2 separate regions of the Mus musculus genome follow, and region 2 is linked to region 1. A link is a contact called in public promoter capture Hi-C data. All regions are on one chromosome and are shown on one strand. The core of a region is the stretch at or near the end of the contact, and the rest is flanking DNA. Distances in the headings are between cores, read along the strand shown. Region 1 holds the start of Yeats4 (YEATS domain containing 4). Region 2 holds the start of Xpot (exportin, tRNA (nuclear export receptor for tRNAs)).

Region 1 (6,048 bases), core at 1,638-4,137:
ATATCCCAACATGACCCTGCTGTATAATAGATACCCTGCCCTCAGGCTCCTCCGTCTCGGTGGGTAGGGGGCTGCATTTTCCTCCATTACCTATGTCCCTTCTCTGAGGCACTATGCCAGGGATTCTCAACCTGGAGGCCCAATGACCCTTTCACAGGGGTTATATGTCAGATATTCTGCATTTCAAATGTGTTCATATTACTATACATAATGGTAGTAAAATTAGTTATGAAATTGCAACGAAAATAACGTCATGGTTGGGGTCACCACAGCATGAGGGGCTGTTAAGAGGCTGCCACATTAGGAAGGCTGAGAAGCACGGCACTATGCCAAACCTCTGTCCTGAGAGGAAGGAGGGCTCATGGTTGGTTGGTTCACTGTGCATCTTTCCTTTTTGAGAAAGGGTCTCCCTGTGATGCTCAGGCTGGCTAAAACTTTTTATCGTTTAGTTGTTTTGAGCCCACTCCATAACCTAGTCTGGTCTTTGAACTCTCAGCAAACCTCCTGCCTCAGCCTGTTGAGTGTTGAGGATACAGTCCTAGTCCACCATGCCCAGCTTGGCACTTCCTATTTAGCTCAGGCTAGCCCTGAACACTTCTGACCTCTGCCTTTTGAGTGCTGGGGTTATGAGTGGTTACCATCATACCTGGAAGATTTCTTCTCTGTTGTTCCTTTCCACATCCCAGACACCTAGAATAATGAGTGGAACGTGGTAGACTCTCATTACAACACGTTTTTCTTATTCTTCACTCTCCCATGATTCCAGGACAACAGCTTGAAGAAGACTAGGTCATACCTCAGGGCTGTGTAAATGTAGAGCAGAGACCAGCCATAAGAAATGTCACATGGCCTTTCCCGAGGAGGGAAGCAAGAAAAGACCAAAGCATCAACTGGACCAGAGTCCATCTTGGCAAACCGGTGAAACTACTGTGGTTACTCATGAGAGTATGGGTGAGGGGCCCCTCACAGGAACAGGGTTACCTCAAAGGCAACTGCATCACTGAAAAGCCCAGGCCCCAGTGGGTGGTGACTGGACATCCGACAACCCTGAGCTTGCTGGGTGGCTCTCAAGCAGCTCAGTAGGACAGAGTCTCCCCCAGTCAACTCCACAGGATGAGCACAGGCTCTGTCCTAGACTTCTGTCTCCTCCCTTCCCCCAATCATCCCTTCCTGCTTCTTTAACCTTGGGGGGGTGGGGTGGCGGCTCGTGTATCTTGTTAGCTTCAGAACTTCTTGAGCCTGTGAGTTGTTTACTTTCCAAGTCTCAGGAACCTCCTGTCTCCTTCCTGGAGGGAATGTCTCCCTTAGAAGCTCTAAGCTTATATCAGGTGATCAAGGAAGGGGAATGACATTTAGATATCAATTAAGAAACAGAGTTAGGACATACTCAAGAGCTGCCAGGACAACCTCAAAATACGGGATGACTATAGAAACAGCCAAGATTATCAAAAACAGGGGCTGGCAAAAGTAAAGGTACTTGTTATCAAGCCTGATGACTTTAACCAGATCTCTAGGACCCACATTCATTCTCTCTCTCTCTCTTTCTCTCTCTCAATAGATAATACAGTGAAAAAAAATACTTTTATTAAAGATTAGCAAAAATTGGGGGCTTAGTGGTTAAGAGCACTAGCTGCTTTTCCAGAGGACCTGAGTTCAATTCCCAGCAACCACATGGTGGTTCATAACCAATCTGTAGTGGGATCCGCTGACCTCTTCTGGTGTGTCTGAAGACAGCTACAGTGTACTCCCATACATAAAATAAATCTTTTCTTTAAAAATTAGCAAAAATTGATTGACCATGCTGTTAAATTCGCTTCTCGGTCTCCTGATTATTCTCATTGATTAGTGCTGTGCCCAGCCTTCATCAGAGAAGTTTATTGCAATGAGCAGTGGTTAATGCAGAAACCCAAAACTAGCCAAAACGCCCAGGAATAAGAGATGGTGGTGTGCTTAGCACTATTCGGGACAGTTGTACCACTCCTTCCAAGATTGGGGAATATTTCAGGGTATAAAGAGCCAGAGAATGGAGAGACATGTATCAAAAACGACACCTTCTGGCCACAACGTGGCCATTGCACTCATGAACTTACTGCAGCTGCGGTTATCTGCATAGGACCTGCGATTGCATGTTAACATTTCAACATGGATGGCGGGAGGGGTCCAGGGGCCTCACCCTTCCCAGAGGGACTATTGAAAATTCATGACTGTTTGGGAAAGAGATGCCATTTTCTTTAGTAAGGTACCACTGATAAATTACTCTTGCTTCGGTAAAGAATCCCACATCCATAGTAGGACAGGAAACGCCAATTAAAGCCAATAGGTCACGAACTAAGAGGGCATGAAAGTAGGAGGGGGGCTTGTTGGAAAGAAGAGTTCCAACTGGGGAAGGGTATGAGAGAGAAGAATGGTGAGTGAAAATAAGAACATGACCCTCTTAGGCATGGTTTAGGAGGTTTTTACTGTAGATAGGGAGAAAACAGATTCCCGACGAATCTGGAAAAGTCAGACTGAACATGGCCAGCAGAACAGATTGAGCCATGAAGAGCGGGAAGTGGAGTCATTTCTGTAGTGCCATCATGTTGGCCTTGGAAATCGAACTCAGGTCACAAGGCTTGGCAGCATATTCTTTACCAAGCCCACGCCCAGTTATCTGACCTGCCCAATCAGAAGCTTTGATTCCAGAGTCTATCATCTTGAAGTGTGTGGGGTTATCTCAACCCTAAAGCTACAAACGTTCACCATTTTGGTGCTTCCCTACCCTTAACTTCTGCCTAAAATTTATCCCCATCTCTCTTTATCCGCTGCAACAGCTCATCAGGCTCTTACCGGGGAAGGCTGCAGCCTCGCGCGTGCGCACTGTCTGCCTGAGCCCGTTGCGCATGCGCCGCCGCCCTCCCCCGCCCTTCCGCTCGGCTCTCCCAGCTCGGGGCTGAATGGCCGACCCCGACGCGGCGCGTGTGGAGGAGGTGGCTGTCCGGCTCCCCGAGCCCAGGCGACCCGCCCTCCTCCGGCTCGTGAGGGGAGCGGCTACCCCGCCGGCCTGAGCTCTCTCCCTGGCCGCCGCGGCTCCTTCCCGGGGACAATATGTTCAAGAGAATGGCGGAATTTGGACCTGACTCCGGCGGGAGAGTGAAGGTCAGTGCGCAGGCGCGGCGCGCGGGGCGGAAGCTCGGCGCTCATTGGGCCCCGAGTCCTCGTCACCGCCTCCGCACCGCCAAACACAAAGGTGCCGGGGTGGCTAGGGCATCAGTCGCAGACCCTGGATAGGCTCGTCCGTCTTGTCGTTCCCGAAGCCCCGTGCTGATAAAGTCAGCAAAGAGCGCTTAGCTTCGTTCGTGTTTAGTGAAGGTTGCTTAACACTGGACGTTGTGACACTCAGTTCCCTCCCATCTATATGTGTATTATTAATAGGGGTGGAGGTAAGAGAACGACTTGCAGGAGTCGGTTGTCAGGTGTCACCATGTAGGTGTGCTGTCCAGCCTGAGCTGCAGTCGTCTCTTCCCTGTGTGCCATCCCTCCAGCTCGCCACCCCCTCCCACCTTCCTACATCTGCTGGTTACTTTTTTTTTTAATTTTAAAATTTATTTTTATGTATATGAGTACACTGTAGCTGTCTTCAGGCACACCAGAAGAGAGCATCAGATCTCATTACAGATGGTTGTGAGCCACCATGTGGCTGCTGGGAATTGAACTCAGTATCTCTGGAAGAGCAGTCAGTGCTCTTAACCTCTGAGGCAGCCCTGCTGGTTATTTTTTAAGGTACCGGTTCAGGATGCTCTCCCCGTGCCCCTAAAAGGGGCTTCTACTTACAGATCTTATCACAGAAAGGATTTTTTTTTTTCCTTAAAAGAAATCACATCAGTCTACAAAAATTTTAAAATCCTCATCGGTGTCATATTATTTTTATTACCTTAATCATAGTGTCTATATATCCATAGCTGCCTTAACAGTATATGTAAGATGAGAAATCATCGAAAATCCTAAAGCCCTGAAATGCAATAGAAAGAAATACCAGGTAAAAGTCTGTGTTAGTATAAGAGGCTTTGTAGAGCTGTGCATTTGCCCAGGGTTTTAGGTAAGGCTTGGGGATGGTAGGAAGTGATTGCAGAGCAAAAGGTTCATGGGAAAACTCTTCTCTACTTGCACAAGTTAAATCTGGAAGTTTGTAGTTCAGGATAACTTGAGAAAGTTAGGCCTGTAGTCCTCAAATTGAGTTTCCTCCTTAGTAGCTGGGGAAGGGGTGGGGGTGAGGCAGGAACAAGATAGGCCCTTGAGAGGCCCAACCCAAGTGGCCTGTGTGTTCCCACTGTCCCCATCTCCTAGGCCATTCAGCTGTGAGCTGATCAGTATGCTAATCCCTTGGTAAGGTGCTTCTGTAGTCCAGGCGCCTCTCAGCCGCCAGCTGGGGACCAGCAATAAGCCTTTTGGGGGAGGGGGTACTCCATACCCAAACTGTATGTGCATAATAAGGATGACAGCAGAAAATGCTTGCCCTGAAATTCTCTCATAAACCGACCTTGGGTTTTGTGCTGTGCTTTGGTAAACACTGCCAGAGGCTAATCTAAAAGCCTTTCCCAGCCAGCAGAGCCGGTCACAATGGCAACTTGAACTCAGTAGCCTAGCTTTTAGGTTTGTGAAGGCATTTTGTTCTTCTCTAATCAAGTACTCAGGTGCTTTTACATGCAGAGCTCAGCAGGTAAAAGGCTTACCAAGTCTGATGACCTCAGTGCAGGCCTCAGGAAGGTGGAAGGAAGAGAATCTATTCCTTCAAGTCATCTGTGACCTCCTCATGTGCTGCACAGGGCGCCCAGCGTGCACACAAACACCCCAAACAACCCACTTTTCATGTGAGGACTGGGAACCAAACTGTAGCCTTCTGCAAGAGCAGCAAGCTCTTCAACCCCTGAACCATCTCCCCAGCCCCTCTCGTGGGAAGCATTGTGCCAACGTTAGTGAATGTGACGCTGGCTCGAGACGCCTGTTCTAAGTCAGCCCGTACGTGGTTAGACTGCGGCTCCCTAAACCAAGTCGCCGCGGCTCATGGTGTTTATCCAGGTGCTGGTGAAGTATTTACTGATTTTCAGCTTGCTTTTCTTTTAGGGGGTTACCATCGTTAAGCCAATCGTTTATGGCAATGTTGCCAGGTACTTTGGAAAGAAGAGAGAAGAAGACGGGCACACTCACCAGTGGACTGTGTACGTGAAGCCCTACAGAAACGAGGTGGGCATCGCTTTTCCCGGAAGGAGTGTTTGCGGTGCAGTCTGTTTAGTTGACAGTAAACTGAAATTGTGTATAGTAACTTTCCAAGTATGAGGTGGGTCCATTATAGACTCCCACCACTAGCCCCATCAGAAACAATAAAATGAAGCCCCTCATCTTCATGTAATTAATGAATCGGGTTTTCAAAAATGTCGTCTGAATAAAATTAAGATAAGGGGCTGGAGAGGTGACTCGGCAGGTAAACACGTGATACTCTTGCAGAGGACCTGAGTTGGTCCCCAGCACCCACGTACGGCAGCTCACGGGGATCCAGTGCTTCTGGCCTCCCGGGGCAGCCGTACGCACATACCCACACCCACACATGTGTACACACATCTGCACAAACGTGTTCACTTATGAATGCGTACATATGTATGGGCGGTCTTTATCAAGGGTGGGGGAGGAGGAAGTTGGTGCCTGCAGGCAATGTGAACAAAAAGTCCTGAGAGAAAGGGGGGGGGCTGTAATTCTGTTACCATGGAGACTTGCAGATGCCCAGGCTTCCTGGTCATGTGTGATTGCTGAGCTCCAGGCTCAGTGAGAGACCCTGTCCCCCCAAAATAAGGTAGAGAGCACTAGAGCAGGGTACCTGATGTGGACCCCTGGCCAGCCGTGTGTGCATCCCTCCCTCACCATACTCAAAGAAACTGTTTCTAAAAATTGGCTATAAATATGGTTTTCTAGGTATACTTCTATAAAAATACCCCAAATCTTGCTGTTGCTTCTGATGGAAGTCAGAATTAACTGAGAGTGTTATTTATTGATGCATATAAAAGCAGAATTTGAGCA
Region 2 (6,048 bases), core at 1,004-3,503, 4.4 Mb before region 1:
GGTCCCCACACTGAACTTTGAAGGAGTCTAGGTGAGCTTGTTCTTAGGACCTTGGGAAGAGGGGTAGACTTGAAGATTGCCCTGGGAAGGAGTTTTAGTAACATAAGTGAGTAAGGGTAGCTGCTAAGAGGTAACATCAGTTTTTATTCTACTTCCATTCCCTCCTCACTCTGTCCGATCTGCTGGCAAGTTTTGTTAGCTCTTTGTGGTCTGGGCATTGAAGCTAGGGTGGTGGGTGCGAGGTAAGCACACTATCACTGAGCTATATCCCTAGACCTCGTCATTCACTTTTAAAGAGAGGATATAGCTATTGTGCCCTGGCTGGCCTTGAAGTTGAGATCCTCCTGCCTCAGCTTCTGAAGCAGCTTGGATCACAGGCTTGTAGAACAGGTCTGGCTTATTCTTAGTGGGAGCTAGAGGCAAGGCTTTGACTACATTGAACATGTACACTGAGCATGTACTGAATAAGATATTAGGTGTATTGGCACACACCATTAGTCTCAGTACTTGTGAGGGAGACAGAGGTAGGGGGATCTTGGTAAGTTCAAGGCTAGCCTGGTCTATATAGTGAGTTCTGGAACAGCCAGAGTTTACTGTAGAATACTGTTTCTAAGAAACGAAAGGAAATCTACACGTTGGGTGCACTGCATTGTTTTCATGATAAACTCTTTAAACTCGGGAAGTAAACAATTCAAAGATCCCCCCCAAACTAACCAGATTAACAATACCATCCCCTCCCTCATGCTATACACTCTTGGACAAGCTGAATTGCTGGAACCTGTCCTACCTGCTGTCTTCGGGGAGGCTGCTGTCTTTATATCATTTCTGCTCCTGTAAGAAAGTCACCCCAGTAAAAGCCATTGGTTCACCAAGCTTGACTTTCGTGGTATCCTCACTTTAGTCTGTCATCAGTACCGAATCTGGGTATCTATCTGCAGTGAACAGATGTTTGTCCATGTATCCCCAGAGATAGTGTCACTTATGATAAGTCTAACACGTGTATCAAACTTAATTCATGAAATAGTCAGACCTGGTGACAACCTGGAACTCCAGCACTCTGGAATCTGAAGCAAGAGAACAGTGAAGGCCAGCAAGTTTCAGGCTAACCAGAGCTACATAGTGAGCCTCTCTCTGCCTCTAAATAAAATTAACCAAACCTTACCCTCTGAGGCTGGTACTGTCCCACTCTACATAAAATGAGTAAACTGAGATGGACTTTAACACTCATGATGCCAACAATAATGGAGGTGCAGCCTTAGGATTTAGGTAAGGTTGCTGGAGCTTATACTGCGCCCACACAGTAATAATAGCACGGGATCAAAGAAACAAAGCGAACGGAAGCACGGGACTTGTACGTATGTTTTCCCTCTCTCTTTTCTTTTTTTCTTTTTTTGAGACTGTGTTTCTCTCTGTAGTCCTGGCACTCGCTCTGTAGATGTGGCTACCTCTGCCTCCTCAGTGTTGGGATGAATGGTAATCGCCACCATCACCGGGGACTGCTTTCGGTTTTCTTTTTTTCTTTCTATCTTTTTTTGTAGGCAAATTTAGTAATATTTAAACTGGGCGTGGTGGTTCATGCCAGTAATTCCAGAATTTGTAAAGTTTAGGCCAGCTTGGGAAAAATGAGTGAAAACCAGCCTGGGTTATGGAGTGTGATCTTGCCTCAAAAGCAAAACAAGTAAATAAAAATACAGCGGATTTTTTTTTTTTTTAAAGAGTCCTTAAGCGTCTGGACTCTTGACACGTGGAACCGCTGGAAAGGAATTCAGCAACTGACTCAACACGTGGTTTCAACCACGTCCACTTTTCCGATCTCAGGATCTCCGCACTGCCACCTGACCAGACCCTTCTGGAGGGAGTGGAGAGTTACTAATTCACGCCGACGCTCAAAGCAGAGCGCAACGTGGCCGGTCTTCTAAAAGCTTAGAGGACCTCAGTAACCTGTAGCTAGGAGGGCGGTGTGCACTCTCCCAGCATGCACCACAGGCCCGCCGGCCACGCCCCCTGCGAGCTCCAGGGAGCACGTGCGCGGTCCTCCTCTCGGAAGCGTCCCATGCGCTTTGCACGCTGGGAGTTGTAGTCCCCCGGGCCCAGCCTGCTGGCGGCCGTCTGCACTCTACTTCCATGAGGCTGCTGCTAGCGCGGGTCCGCGCGGTACGACGCGGGGGGCGTGCCTCGCGCTGACTCAGCGGCGGCGTTAGCGGGACCCTGCGCAGTTTTCCTTCCAGGGCCGCCGACTCCGCCCGCCGGCTTGCCAACCTGCCCTCCCCGCTCCGCGCCACGCAAGAGAAGGCGCCCGGGGAACGCCGAGCGCCGAGAGGAGCGCGGCCCGGGCCGGCTCCGGCGCTAGCGCTGCGGCTGTATTGGAGGACTACAGCGACAAGGACGTGGGCCGCTCTCCGTGCTCCCTGCGTACGGCCCGCTCCTTGCGGCTGGCCGACCCTCGGGAGTGCAGGCGAGGAAGAGATATTGGAGTGATGGTGACTGGAGGCGTAGGGCGGCGGGCCGGGGACCCTACGTGGCCGGGCGAGCCGGACTTGGGGTTGGGGACGATCGGTGGCGGCCGCGTCCCTAGTGCGTGGCTGCCGGTTGCCGGGTGTTTCATCACCCGAGTGGCCACGAGGCTTCGCTCTGGGAGGGATCCGGGCGAAGGATAGGGGGCGAGGCCGGCCTAGGAGGCTGCCCCCCAACCCCATTTGTGATAGTTTTAGAGTGCGTCCCACCAGTTTGAGCTGTAGGGACCTCAAAGTTGATCCGCTTCCCACCCCGGGACAAATAGGAGAGAAAGTGTTATTTCTGCGTAGTAATTTGCCAGCAGGGACAGCCTTTTCCCCTTTTTGCTTCTTTACAGTCTTGCAGCCACGGAAAAGCTTGATGTTCCCTGTAACCTGAAAAACGAGTACTTTTTGGAAGCCTTAATTAGTTGTTACTGGGGGAAGTTACGTTGTATTAAAGCGACTTGTCAACTTGATGTTAAAAGGCTGGAAAGATTCAGTCGGTCTCAAACAGGCTTAAGTAGGTGTGGAGGAATTTTCCACATTGTTTGATTATTCTTGACTTAATGGCTGAGGGAAAAATTAAGGCTTCCAATTTTACATGTTTTTTTTTCGCTCCCCCCACCCCCACATCCACCTTTGCAGGTAGTATAAGATGTTTACCATATTGTAACAATGTTTAAGCCTGCAAGGCTCTGCATCGGTAGGTCAGAAAGCTAAGCTTCCTTTGCCGGTCTTTATTAGGCAATCGTTACCTTTTAACCCTGTGTTTTATTCACAGATAGGTGGTTTACCATCTCATTTTATTTTGGTTTGATGTTTTTTTCCGATTGTGTAGAGGGCGAAGGTTTGTGAGGGATTCCTCACTATGGAACAAGTTTGCTGAGGATTTTTTTTGTTGGTGTTGAGCATGTGCTCGGCTGGGCCTCTTATTTATCTTTTTTCCTCTTGTCAAGATTAGCGTGAAATGACAAAACGCTTAAGCAGTTTTTTTCCCAAAGCAATGGATAATTTAAAGGAACTCTAGTGGATTTCTCAATCAGGGGTTTACAGACAGTCTTACACCGACTTTTCTCTCTGAGCATTTTTAGCAGGAATACTACTTTACTTTAAGAATGTTTCAAGTTGTGCATCCTGCGTGCCTGTCTCTGACTTTGTACCCTATTGGAGGCATGCTTTGCACACATGCACACATTGTAGTCTTTAGGACTTTGCCCCTTTTCCTGCAGACAGAATGGAATGCATACTTTTGGGGTGTTTGTTTGTTTGTTTTGGTGTGCAGCTTCAATTTTTGTTTTGTTTTTGAGACAGAATCACTATAGCTCTGGCTAGCCAGAACATCCATATGTAGATAGACCAGGCTGGCTTTGAAGTCCCAGATCCCCCTGCCTCTACCTCCCAAACAGTGGGATTAAAAGGTGTGTGCTACTTTGAGTGACTGAATGGTTGTGTCACTTGGGGTGTGTGTGTGTGGGTCGGTGGGGTTGGTTGGTTGGTTGTTTTTTCAGACTGGGTTTCTCTGGGTAGCCCTGGCTGTTCTGGAACTCTGTTGACTAGGCTAGCCTGGAACTCAAGAGATCAGAGACCCTCCTGCTTCTGCCTTCCCAATGCTGGTATTAAAGATGTGTTTTTGTTTTGTGTTTTATCTGTTCTTACTGATAAGGATTGGAATATAAATCTAGAACTTAAAAAAACTACATATATTTATCTCATATATGTACAGATGTGTGCATGTGTGAATGTGCGCATGTGCAGTGTACATGCGCAGTTCTCTTCTTCCACCATATGGATCTAGGGTTTTCAGGGGTCTTTACCCGTGAATCATCTCACTAGTTCAAACCCAGAGCACTAAAAACCTAAAACCTGTGTTTTCACATTTTAAGAACATAGTAATGCATTCATATTTCACAATGGTTTGGGGTTTTTTGTTTTTGTTTTGTTTTGTTTTTTGTTTTTGAGAAATCAAACTGTCACATGGTAGGTCGTGGAAAGGATTATTTAATCCTGTTCTGTTAGGATCAAATAGTAGAGCGTCGAAGCTGTATTGCTGCACGAGGTGATCTGGAGGTGAAATATTGGAGGCCTTGCAGGGTTTAGCCTCGAAGCTGAGAAGAGCTGTGTGTGTGTGTGTGTGTGTGTGTGTGTGAAGTAGGGTGTGCTTGAGAGCTGCCGTGTGATGTGGCAAGCATTGCTGGCCTTGCTGAGGAGCACGAAGAGTGGTCAGGAATTGTTGAGAAATGTTGGCATCTCAATCCTGTAGGCAGTTGGAATTTAGATTGCCTGGCTGGGGTCTGCAAGGTTGCTATGAGTGATCAGAAGAGGGGGCTTAACTTGGATCCTGATTTTTTTTTTTCAATTCCAAAAAGATCAAGGAAAACAGAAGAGTATAGAGATCTATCTGCGGCCTGGCCCTGGCTTCACCACGCCTGAAAGGCTGCCCGTGACCTCCGTTCACCTCTTGGCCTCTTTAAGTTCTCTGTGGCTCTAATAATTTAAAAACAGATAAATAAAAAAGATGTGTAGCTTTATAATAGGAATATAAGGATATATCTGTATGTGCTTATATGTGTGCTTGTATATATATGTGCAGGTGGAAGGCAGGGAATCCATATTAGATGTCTTCATCTGTTGATTTTCACTATAACTTTTTTTTTTTTTTTACAATTTCATACATGTATATAATGCATGCTGCTTATTCTCCTACCTTGAATATTTGTCAGAACTCTCCGCCTCTCCTTACTTTTTGAGGCAGGGTCTTACTGAACCTGGGACTTAGCAGTTTGGCTGAGTAGCTGGCCAGAAAACTTTGGGGATCTGACTGTTGTTTCCACCTCCTTCCCCACCCCCAGCACTTCATGCTTGTTTCTAGAAGAATTACTTTCTGTATTTGGCCGGGGCACTTTGCGGGGCGATAGCACCTGAAAGCTTTAATGGCATACTTGTTTAGAGTCTGCACAATTATGCTGCTGTGGGCTCCATGGCCCACTTTTGTTCTTGTGAGGTCTAGACTCTTAAGGTGGGTTTTGACCCTTCAGGAGCTGTGTATTTTCAGCCACATCTGATATTCTAGGTGATCATCTTTTGTTTTCTGTGCACAGATGATTGTGGATTCTGCTGTGGGATTAGAAGCCACGTCTGTTGTGATCGGAAAACTCCAGGAATAGCGGCCGAGATGGATGAACAGGCTCTTTTAGGGTTAAATCCAAATGCCGATTCAGACTTTAGACAGAGGGTAAGTCAGTCAATGTAACTATTTTGAAAAGCATGCAACCATAAACACGTGTCAGAGGATTTAGACAGCAAACACATCTGATGATAGAGGTATAATTTGAGTAAACATTAATAAAACCAAACATATTTGAGGCATGTTCTGAATATTGAAACATCGAGTGTTCTGATTGATTTTTGTTAGATTGGCTGAGCCAGGATCCTGAAACCTGACCCGTTAAGGCAGGACTTTGTGCAACATGGGACGTTGCTAATTGTTGCAACGTTGTAACACAGTTACAGAGACAGAGAACTTTGTAGTAGGCAGTATATGTTTTACCCTGTG

Evidence for each region. Promoter capture Hi-C pulls out the DNA fragments that hold promoters and counts their contacts.
Region 2: a promoter capture Hi-C map of pre-B cells shows a contact between it and region 1, with 3 times the contacts expected there. The contact joins the promoter of Xpot here to the promoter of Yeats4 in region 1. A contact is called at or near these places in 2 of 39 promoter capture datasets (liver and pre-B cells).

Annotation. Positions count from the first base shown.
Region 1 is chr10:117,221,346-117,227,393 of GRCm38.p6, reverse strand. It overlaps Yeats4 (YEATS domain containing 4), which reads left to right and starts at 2,887. Exons shown (of 7, transcript NM_026570.4): 1 at 2,887-3,135; 2 at 5,101-5,220. The coding sequence starts at 3,085. Gm31963 (a long non-coding RNA gene) reads right to left here and starts at 2,908. Exons shown (of 4, transcript XR_872061.2): 1 at 2,827-2,908; 2 at 647-803.
Region 2 is chr10:121,622,537-121,628,584 of GRCm38.p6, reverse strand. Xpot (exportin, tRNA (nuclear export receptor for tRNAs)) reads left to right here and starts at 2,253. Exons shown (of 25, transcript NM_001081056.2): 1 at 2,253-2,480; 2 at 5,594-5,727. The coding sequence starts at 5,668.